Linked DNA regions of Mus musculus: region 2 is linked to region 1. The links are chromatin contacts, called in public Hi-C maps. All regions are on one chromosome and are shown on one strand. The core of a region is the stretch at or near the end of the contact, and the rest is flanking DNA. Distances in the headings are between cores, read along the strand shown. Region 1 holds the start of Lrrfip1 (leucine rich repeat (in FLII) interacting protein 1). Region 2 holds the start of St8sia4 (ST8 alpha-N-acetyl-neuraminide alpha-2,8-sialyltransferase 4).

Region 1 (5,500 bases), core at 2,247-4,746:
CAAATGGCCTCAGACCTACAACTCAAAAGGAAAGAGCTCACTACTTTTATCTTTACATGGAGAAACAACACATTTAAAATGTCAGTCCATACTCCAGGTTTCAGGACCTTCGGATTGTGTGGGGTACAGGATCCTGTGAGAGGGGCTCCACTGTGACACAAGGTCACTTACAAAGCCCTGTGACTGAGTTATAGTAAGTTCATACTCTATGCAGGGCTACGGTCACAGCCTGCCCGCATTCAGCCATGTGTGCACATGACCGACAGGGCTAACTTCTACCCCTCTATCTGCATCCTGGCCCTGGTATGGATTGGCCAGCCTCTTTCAGGGTAGGTGCTCATCAGTGTGTGGAAAGAGACCAGAGGTGACACAACCCGAGTGACTCAGAGAAGTTCCGGAAGTTGAAGAAATGCCACTTTGGGGCTGGAGACATGGCTTAGTTACCACTGGCCGCCTTTCTCAAGGACAGGGATTCAATTCCCAGCATCTACACAGCGTGCAGTGTATAACGTCAAGGGATCTGAAGCCCTCTTCTGGTCTTCACTTGGATCAGGAAGGCAAGTCAGGCACAGACAACCATGCAGCCGTAACACCCATACATGTAAGATTAAACAAACACAAACAAACTGAACGCCAGTTTCCTCTGTGGATGCAGAGCCTCTGAGACTTCTCACCTGCTTAGCATCCCCTCAACTCTGCTCTCTCCCCTCCTTTTTCCTTTGTGATGCTGAGGCCTTGAACACAGTGTTAGGTAAGCACTCCAGCTCTGAATTATATTCTCAACCCCTGTATGTTTGTTTTGAAGCAGGCTCTTGCTAGATAGTCCAGGCTAGCCTAGAACTGGAGTTCCTTCGGAGCGGCCTCTGAGGGCCAGGGTTGCAGGTGTCCAGCCCTGCACCATCTCACTCTGCTCCAGTCTTGCCCATTGTCTTAGACTGAGGAGATCACGCTGTCTGTCTGTTTCCTCTTACCCACGTGGTCCTCTCACAACTATTCAACCCGGCCCTCGTCCACTAGAGACGCCCCTGCTCCTACAAGCCAGGGACACTTACTGCAGAACACAAAAGCTATTCTGTAACCATCTCTGCTGGCCTCCAGCAACATGCTCAACCCAGGGTCCACGGCAGCTGGGTGGCCCCCCTTCTAACACACCGGCCATTGTCATGCCCTGGACACTTCCTGCCCAGCAGGCCATTAGCCTCATAAACAGGGGCCACACTGTGTTTCTTTTTCTGTGTTCTTTTAACAAACTTTTGCTACTGTTTTGTAAACCTCTTAAAGATTCATAATTTCCTTCTAGAATCTTCTGGAACTAAATGCGTTCAAGAATCCAGCGTTGTTAGATTTTTGACCATCTTTTTGTTAGGTATCGGGCCTCCATCAGATGCACAGAGAGGGCTACAGAGCAGTGTATGAAGGTTATATTACATTAAGAGAGAGAGAAGGAAAGACTAAAAATAACCTCATCTGGGGCAGGGCAGGGCTCATTGCTAGATGGATTCGGCCATAGCCTTACATGTAAACACTCACAAACTATCCAGCACTCTGTGCTTCCTGGATTCTGGACATGGACTGATTAGCCCAATGAGTGCTAGGCTGAATGACCACTGCTTCCATCCTCTTACTGCTGGGCTACAACAGTATCCCGCCTGGATCCCAGGCAGGCTCCAAATTGAGTAGGGGGACCTGTGGCTGGTATCTTGGAGTTGGAAGTGGATTCCCACCTCTTGGGCCCCTCCTCGACTTCTTTACATCCCTGTTCTCGGGGTTTGGTGTTTCTCCTTCCTTTGCCCAGGATGCAGGCACTTGGTTCCTGTCCGCTAGAACCAGCCCAGGGCTGACTTCCTCCTCCTGCTTGCCTTCTATGGTCTGCCTGGGCCTCTGTTCTGAACACTCATGTCTCAGAAGCTTTCTCTCCTCCCTGAGCCTCCCTTAAGAGGGCTCCAAAGTGGCCCTGCAGGTTCCCTCCCTAGGCCTACAGGTTACAGCTCCAAAAGCCTCCTTGACTGCCCAAGTTTAAGTAGGGACATAGAATAAACATTATAAAACAGACAGGGGAAAAAAGCCCAGCAATTCTCAGCAAGGAACTGACATTTTACAAGTCTGTCATTGGAATAAAAGTTTACTTAGCCTTCCTAGCACTTGGAGGAAGCTCCCCCAGTCAGAGCAGCCTTGCCTCGACTACTCTTCCTTAAAGACCAACTAACTACAGGATTAACTCCTACCTGGAGAATGAGTGGCTGAGGCTCAGTTTTTATCAAGGTCTCACAAAAGCCTGCTAAAATGGGAACCTTGGGTCTCCCCCTCTCTCTGGTATCAACTCCATAAAATACATGGTTTCACAGAGTACAATTTACTTTGAAATATTCCCACTAATAAGCAACCACAGCCATGGATAAGGCGCGCGGGGGTGGGGGGGGTGGGTGGGTGATGCAGGCTTGTAAGCCCGATAGTGGAAGGGTTGAGACATGAGAATCCTGAGAGCAAGGCTAGTTTGGGTTATGGATCCTGCCTGAACTCCCAGACCCCAAAACTATAAACTACACAGGCTGTAACAACCAAAAATCCCCCAACTCCCCGGTGCCCAATTTTCAATCACCGTCGTCCTCATCCACTGTCCCTACGTAAGTTCGGGAAGTAAAATATGCGTAAGCACCTTGCCCAGACACAAGTGGCTTCTGGCACCCGCCGAAGTGGATCTGGGGCCCTGGATCCTAGAGGAAGGTGTTCCTGAGGTCAAGAACCTGTAAACCCTCCAAGCCACTCATGGCAAGGTGGTGCGGCTGGATGAGGACCCAGGTGCTGTACTCGGTAAAACACCAAACCAGCAGTTCCCTGTGAAACTCTACACCACCCTCAGATCTCAGACCTCGGTTGGGTCCTGGCCAGAGCCAGCCAGCTGGGCAAAGCCTGCCTAAAGACCATCACTAGGGGTGGAGGGAGAGCCCACTCTCCTTTTCGTCCTTGAGAGGAACATTGGAGCATAAAATGTACTTTTCAGAGCTCCGCCTACGGACACCTTACACTCAGCCAACCACCTGATGGTAGGCAGGAGCTGCCCTATATCAGGATTTTCGAGTGGCCCAAGCCCACTCGCCTCTACTCCAGCAGCACCACGGTAGCTGAAGGGGCCACTGTCCTTGACCTTAGAACCAACTGAGGGACCCAGGCGGCGGTTGCTGGCAGGCACAGGTCTGAATCATGTCTCCCTCTTACCAGTCTTTGCGCCTCTGGACTCAGACAGTCGATTTCCTTGTTTTGCGCGCCCTCTGGGCTGGTCATGTTGCCGAAGTGAAGTGCAGACCAACTTCCCACCCAAGAGTTCGCGCGGAAGACCCGCTCCCTAGTCCACAGGCAGAGGGTTCTCAGTGAGGCCACATTCTGGGATCCAGGAAAGCCGTCCAGGCAGAAGTAGAACTTTCAACGATCCCCTGGGCGCACACGCTCGGACGCCCAACTCCGAGGTTCCCTAGCTGGGGTGCGGCCGGCGGGGCGGGGCGCAGGTGGCTCCCGGCCGGGGGCGGGGGTGGCAAGAGAGGAGCCGGGGGCATACTCCGCCCCAGCCCCGCCCAGCCTCTCCCCACGCCCCACCCACCCTATGCCCGCCTCTCCTTCCTTCCCAGCCCCTTTCCCGCGCTCTTTCCAGGGGGTTGTACCCCTTCCTCTATGGTTCCACCCAGCCTGTGTCCATCTGCTTCCAACTTTCCTTCCTCGCAGCCACATTCTGCCACTTTAGTCGTCGGCTTCGCCCACGATGGCACTCTCAGCCAAAGCACTCCTACCATGAGGTCCACTCGGGCCCGCCTACCCGGGACCCCAGCTCCTCCTCCGTAGCCCCACCCACGCTCCTCCTCTTGCACCGCCTCAGAGCCTCCGGAACCGCCTCCCTCCCCTCCAGACCGCTCCTGGCCAGCAAGCTGCTGTGCCATCAATCACCACCCAGTCCCTGCGGCAGACACCGGAAAGACTGAGGGAAAGACCCTGGGGACCCCACCCTTGGCCACGCCCTGGCCGTCCCCAGCTGAGTCAGCGCGGGAGACCAGCCCAGGCCTAGGGAGGCGCGCCTTCGGTTAGGACACGCGTGGCTTTAGCTGGAACCACACCGCATGAGCCTCTGCCAGAGCGCAGCTGCGCCCGTCACTACTGTCTTCCGAGCCGGCACGGCTTTGGGGACCACAAAGCTACCGCCCATGACCACGCTGGACAGGAGCGAGAATCAAGCGGAGGTGACAGCCGCGATCCGATAGGGAGCGTCGAGGAACTAGTATCCACGCTGGACAGTGACCCGACTCGCAGCACGCGCCTTCCACGTCCACTGGGCAGGAGCACCCCTGATTTAAACTTAAAGCCAAGCGGGCAAGCAACCAGAAGGTTCCAGTGTTGTGCGCTATGGACAGGAGCACATGGCCTGGGTGACCTGTTTTCTCCACCCTAGAAGAGCCTTCTTCGGGCTCAAAAGGAAAATCAGAGGGCCCCCTGCCTTGTTTCTCTGTACTGGAGACTCCAGAAAGATCTAGAGAAGCCAGTCACATCTGAGCCCGGCTGACACGCTTTTTTGGTAACAAGGAACCAGTGTGCGCTGGCTTATGCACATGTGGGGCAGCAGCATTCTGGTACTAAGTCTCTGGGTAGTGCTTCGAAGGACTGGGTAGACCAGAGAGTAGACACAGAAAGACGAGTTCTAGGGGGCAGGATGGCCTGGACCAAAGGGATGAAGGGGACCTAGTTTGAGGAGTACTATGCAGGCCGAAAGAAAATGGGTACCAAGCTTTGGTGAAGTGTTTCAGATGAGGAAAACTTCCTGGGAAGGAGAAGACCTGCTCCCAGCAGTTGGTTTCAGCATCACAGTTTACAAACAAAGCTCTATCAATCAGAGAGAATAGTTTTGGATAACACCGTAACGGCAAGGGCTGTGGAATTTCTATGGGGGTCCAAGTAGTTTTACTAGGACTAACTTTACAGGTGAGAGTGGAATCCAGTTAATAACACAGCCTGAGAGAGTCGGGTTACTGTATTCTCACCTAGATAGGGAGAATCTAAGCCTCTGGCCATGTGGAACCCTGGGACTTCCCCACCACAGCAGCCCAGGGGCCAGCTTGCTTTGCTCTGCATGTCCGGAGACAATGTCTGAAGAGATTTGTTATTAATTTGCAGAGCATATCCCCAGAACCATGGAATCTGTTGGCTTCTAGCAAGCTCATAAACAACAAGGCTCTGTCTCTGCCTGGTGTCTAGGAAAGAACATCACCCTATACCGTCCTAGCCTAGCGGCCCTTCCAATCTTCCAGCCCACTCATTGCTGCCTCCTCTCGCACAGAAAGAAGGAAGCAGGGCCATAAAACTGAAATGGCTGAGAACTGGAACTGGGCTGAGCCAGAGAAAAGGATAATTCCTCCCCTCACTCCTCCCACTGTCTCCCTGGGGGTGGGGGGGACGGACAGTGGGAGGGAGCAGGACAGTGAGATTCCTAGCCTCAAGAGTTGGGATACACCACCAGCCA
Region 2 (5,500 bases), core at 1,151-3,650, 4.6 Mb before region 1:
GGACTGATGGTGAGTAAATTTACCAGCAAAGTCTCAGTGGCCTGAGCCTGGTTTATGAATTCCATAGCATAATTTTGAGAGAGAGAAGAAAACATGCTACATGGATGCAGTGGTGTGTGTGTGTGTGTGTGTGTGTGTGTAATTTTAACATCTCAAAAGACTCTGTGATAAGAAATAGTAATAGAACAATAAAACGCTTAGGCTGAGACAAGAGTCTACACACAATTAAAATGTGAGCCTTAAGAAATTAAAATGGTTCTTACAAACGGAGGTGTTTCTGAACAGCACAATTGAAAAAGATATATCTCACAAGACAATCTTCAAGTTGAGTTTTACAAATTGAAGATTATTTAACTGATAGTCTGTAAGTGGTAGTTAATTGTAAAAGGTTCATGCTTGCTTACAAACCATTACACTGTATGCAAAAGAATAGTATTGCCAATTACCCAAGCCAGCCGATATTGAAGAATTGAGAATAATGATGATAGATTTCCTGATCTGGGAGAAATTTCACTCATTTATGACTCTGCATTCTAGCTAAAGTCAAAGTCTTTTGTGATTAGACATGTATTATATTTGGTTCTATGTATGGAAACATAAGCAAAGGTCAATATATAAAAACAAAAGGTTTTTAAAGTTGGGCATTTACCTGAGAGAAAATGAACTAATAGAGGAAAAAATGAAAATGATATTTTCTGCATGTGAACATGATATTTTTTCTTGCAACAAACAGCATTTTTATACACCCCAGCCAATACCACTTCCCTTTAACCCATGAGAAACTGTTTTATTTTTCTCCCTGCTGCTACTTGAGAAGTCTGTGTAACTAAAATGCATTAAGGTAAGCAGGATTTGCGTGGACATCAATCCACTGGAAAGGCTCCCAGCAGGCCACTTGTAATGTCAATAAAGACTCATAATTGCTTGCTCCTTGATGCATTTTAGACTTGGCTCTTTGGTTGCCTGTCCTGCAGAGATTAGGTTCTCAAAACTTAGGAGACTTAACTTCCTAAACCTTGAATAGAAACTGACACACATAAACAGGGTCTTATACTAAGCTCTGTTGGTTTACTTTTAAAGACCTCAGCAGCTAGGCAAAGGTTCTAGAACCTCGGGTTTTAAGCAAGGGTCATGTCTTTCTACTTAATGCTGCTCCTTGAGTCACTCTGAATTCTTCCTAAGTCCAAGGATACCCAAATCCTGGTGGTGAGCCTTCTCATTTGCTGATGTGGAAAGTGCAAACTTAATGGGCTAATGGACTAGCAAAGGTACTGCTCAGTGAAGGAGCAGGAAGTCAGACTTCAGAGCCTCTGGAATCCTGGGGCCAAGGCACACAGATAGGAAGGAGTCTGGTTTCCAGGCTCTGTCTCCTGCTGAGGAAGCATGTAGATGTTAGGTGTGATAAGCCTGAGCAGTCAGCTCTCTTGAATGTGCCAGAAACTAGGAATGGAGAGGTGCTCAGCTAGAATACTCAGAAAGCGCGCCAGCTGCACAATACAATAGAAGTAAAAAAAAAAAAAAAAAAAAAAAAAAAAAAAAAAAAAAAAAGGTAGGCGGGAAGAGGGGTGAAAATCAGAGCCCAATACACTTCAGTTGGATTTTCAAGAGGAGCCTGCCTTTCCTGCTTTTTACCCTTCCTTTCTTCTTCCCTAGGATTACGAATGTGTTGGTGGGTGTGCCGGAGGACGCTGCCTTTTCTCAGAATTCTGGTCTCAGCAGTGAAGTTTAAATGGCATTGGATTTGCCTTCACTTCGTGAGGAGTTTCCAAACGACAACGCGTGGGTCACAGAAGTGTCCATAATGTTCGTAAGGATGCCTCCGACTTCACTTGCTTACCTCAAGCTTCAAGCTGGGATCCTCATTACCCATCCACTCTGCGGGCGAGATCAGCTCATCAGCTCCTGTGAATAATCGTATTTTCCAGACAGAGTTGTGCACTGAATAATGAACGTTCCCCTTCCACTTCCCTGTTGGATTTCACTGTGCTTCGGTCGGGTTTATTCGCCCGTGCGTTTACGTATGTTTAGCAAACACGCTTTGAATGATAGGCTGCTTTCTCGAGCTATCCTTATCCCTAGCCATTGCGTTCCTCTGGTGGGATGAGTCTCATCTTTCTCAGATGAGATGAATGCTGGTGTCGAAGCTGGCGGATCTGGAGCCTTGACGTTTGGGCGTCCTAGGAGATAGTGTGGTTCTGTGTGTGTCTGTGGTTTGGGGGCATGTGCGCAAGAACGCGTCCGCGTGCGACTGTGAGCTTCCTCCACCCGGCATAGTGCAGACCGAGCTCACAACGACTCTCCGAGCAGCCGCCAGTAACGCAAGGCAACAGCAGCCTCCGCCCCCTCAGCACGGTGATTGGCTGGCCTTGCTTATCGTTTCCCTGCTACGGCGAGGAAAGGGCCAGTGACGCCCCCGAGCCCAGCTGCAGAAGAAACCGCCACCTCCAATGCACAAGGTGTCACATTTGAAAAGAAACCTGAGCCCCAGGGAGGCGGCGCAGAGCGACCCGGGCCCGGTAAGCGCTAACTGCGCGGCAGGGAGCTGGGCAGCGCTGGAGAACCGGGAGAGCTCCACCGCTGAACATCCTAGCGACCTGATTCTGGGATCTCGGCTCCACGCTCCCTTCGCAATTTTCAGATTTCTCCCCCTTGATTATCATCCCAAAACGGAGCCTTTATACCAGGAGAAGGTGCCTGAGCTGGGACAACCAGGACTTTCCCGGGCACCCAAGATGCGCTCAATTAGAAAACGGTGGACCATCTGCACTATAAGTCTACTCCTGATCTTTTATAAGACAAAAGAAATAGCCAGAACTGAGGAGCACCAAGAGACGCAACTCATCGGGTAAATGCATGTTCAAGGATATGACACCAAATCAAGCCATAGTGAAGTGTGCTTAGAGCCGGGAGAGTGACGTTTTTGGAGTGCTGTGTGTATTGGTTTGGGCGTGCTTGTGCAGAGTGTCATGAATTAAATAACAAAGGCTCTTTGGAGGTGTGTGTGCATGTTTCCCATGCTGGTTCTAGGATGAGTTTAACTTGCCCTGTGCAATGGTGGTGGTGGTGGTGGTGGTGGTGGTGGTGGTGGTGGTGGTGGTGGTGAAAGATGTATTGGCACAGGGTGCAGCTCACCAAAGAAGTCACTGCAGAAGTGTCAACAAAGAACGAGTGCCCTTGTCAGTTTAACGCTTGAGCAGAATTCAGAGATGTCTTTACTCCTCAAGCCTTCTCTTTCTTTCTTTCCTTCTGTGTCCCGCCAGTCTATGAGGACACCATAAAAAGCGGCGTTCTCCAAAGTTTATGGTCACAGAAGTGAAGTGGGTCTTTACTCTTTTTTGTTTGTTTTTGTTGGGGGAGGGGACGCCTGTAAGATCTATTTTCTTTCTTTCTTTCTTTCTTTCTTTCTTTCTTTCTTTCTTTCTTTAAGTTAGACATTTCAGTATCAATAAGGAAAATTCCTTATTCACTCCTCTACGTATAAAACTCCCGGGTTTCATGGTTACAGTTTTAGAAGGGAACTGGGAACTGCGCCTTTACAGACCATATCTGCTCTTTTTTTTTGAGTTTGTCAAGATGTGATCAAAATCTCCGCCCCATTAAGTTCTGTAAATATCTCACTTCCTTCCTCTCTCCCCTGGCTTCTCTGCCTTTGAAGTCTATCCGGGAGCAGAGCGAGCGATTTGTAACTTCTTGTCTCTGACAAGGCTTGGAAGCGCACATCTGAGGATATGGCCCTGTTGTCAACTCTGTTAAAAGTCCTGTTTCGGAAATCCTCCCAAGTCCGGAGCTTTCCACAGTCGGAAACTGCACTGGCTGAGATTTCCTTCTGTTTTTACATTGTCTCTGGCATCTTTGAAACGAAGAAGGATGCTTTGGCATTTTTGTGTGTGCGCGGTTTTGTGTGGGGGGCGGGGCAGAGAGCTTCTCAAACACACACTAGGAAACTTTACGCAGCTCTTTTCTTAATATCCCCGCTCCTCTCTGAGTAATCAGTCACAATGAAGTGAGTAAGACGCAGGTGTATCCTCCCGGAAGGACTTGCTATTCTGCATAAAGCTAATAGTACTAGGCTCAAAGGGGACTCTAGGAGAAAGGAACACTAATAAGGAGTGGGCCGAATGGTCCTTATGCTTCAACAAACCTATTCAAGGTTTGTATGAGAGGAAAAATAAATACATACATACATAAATAAAAAGAATTAGGTGAAGTCGTTTACCTAGAAGTGGATGGTTGGAAAATCCATGTCAATGGTGGAAAAGAAAAATTGGGAGGGGTGTGAATAAACCCAGCAGACCTGTTTTTGCCAGGCAGACAAAGGGGTCTTGAAGGTGGTGAACCCGCGCGTGGGAACTCCTGGGAGAGGCGGAGGCTGGGGCTTGCGAATCGAGGCTCTTTGTTCCCTTCAGAACTGATTGGGTTCCAAGGAGCCGGCGCTTAGACAAAGCGGCCAAGCTTCTACAGGACTCCAGTGGTTTGGGACCCTAGCGAGCAGGAGTGGGCGTGGTGATGAACACTATGTCCAAACCCTGCAAAGGAGTCATTCCCTTGCTCGGATAAATTGCCTCCAGGAAGGAGGCCTGTATCCCGGGTGCCCCAAAGGAAAATATCAGATCCAGGACACTCCACGTTTCACAGTGACATTTATTCTCTGGCCTTTTTGGAAATCAAGGGAGGGTCTGCACAGCCCTGGCATCAGAGGAGCTGCAGCCCCACAGTCACACAGCGACTGGGTTAGCTCTACTGAGCTGTGCCTCCGCACCCTTTGCAAGCTGAGCTGCCAGTTCTTTCTTCCCAGTTCCTATGAGAAGGCTTGAGGCCAGCGCTTGAGTTATCAAAACAGGAAGAGAGGTGTACCGGGTGCCGTGCTGGTGTCTACCCTTTCTTCTACAAGAACTAGTAGTCAGAGCAGGATAATGAGAAGACTGGTGTGTGTGTGTGTGTGTGTGTGTGTGTGTGTGTGTGTGTGTGTGTGTGTGTGTGTGTGTTTCGTGTGTGTTTCGTGTGTGTTTCGTGTGTGAGCATCATTTCAGAAAGAAGTAAGCCTGCCTTCATTTGTGACAGTCAAGCAAACAAACAAACAAAAAAATTCACATTCAAAGCTCCTCCTCTTTAATTAAAGCCCGCAACTGCAGCTTTTTTGAACAAGGCAGAGACAGGGTTGTGGAGACAGTCCTCACCCACGTGCTGGAGAAATCCTGACTGCTCTGGGCTTCCAGACTCAGGCACAGGGTGGGGCCAGTGTTACCAAGAGCAGTGCAGGGTAGCTGGGGTCTCTGGATGTTCATCCCCTTTTGGCCTGAATGAAACGTTCAGGGGGGTGACCTGAGCACATGATTTCTTTCAACTCCCTAACAGTGCCTCTGGTGGAGCACTTGATTCATCAGCTAACCCACCATCTCGTCTCTGTGCAAGCTTATGGGGAGGCCAGTTTTGAAATGACTTAAAGAGTAAAGGGGCCCTGAAGGCCAGATCAAAACTTCATTTAAAAGTGAGACCATAG

Evidence for each region. A called contact is a pair of places that touch in the nucleus more often than the background predicts.
Region 2: a contact with region 1 is called in a Hi-C map of CD4 T cells, with 9 times the contacts expected there. The contact joins the promoter of St8sia4 here to the promoter of Lrrfip1 in region 1. A contact is called at or near these places in 2 of 484 Hi-C or Micro-C datasets (CD4 T cells and CD8 T cells).

The regions. Positions count from the first base shown.
Region 1 is chr1:91,051,440-91,056,939 of GRCm38.p6, reverse strand. It overlaps Lrrfip1 (leucine rich repeat (in FLII) interacting protein 1), which reads right to left and starts at 3,496. Exons shown (of 25, transcript NM_001310732.1): 1 at 3,217-3,496. The coding sequence starts at 3,282.
Region 2 is chr1:95,664,494-95,669,993 of GRCm38.p6, reverse strand. St8sia4 (ST8 alpha-N-acetyl-neuraminide alpha-2,8-sialyltransferase 4) reads left to right here and starts at 2,400. Exons shown (of 5, transcript NM_009183.2): 1 at 2,400-2,845. The coding sequence starts at 2,733. It overlaps Gm30431 (predicted gene, 30431), which reads right to left and starts at 2,293. Exons shown (of 4, transcript NR_166710.1): 1 at 1,838-2,293.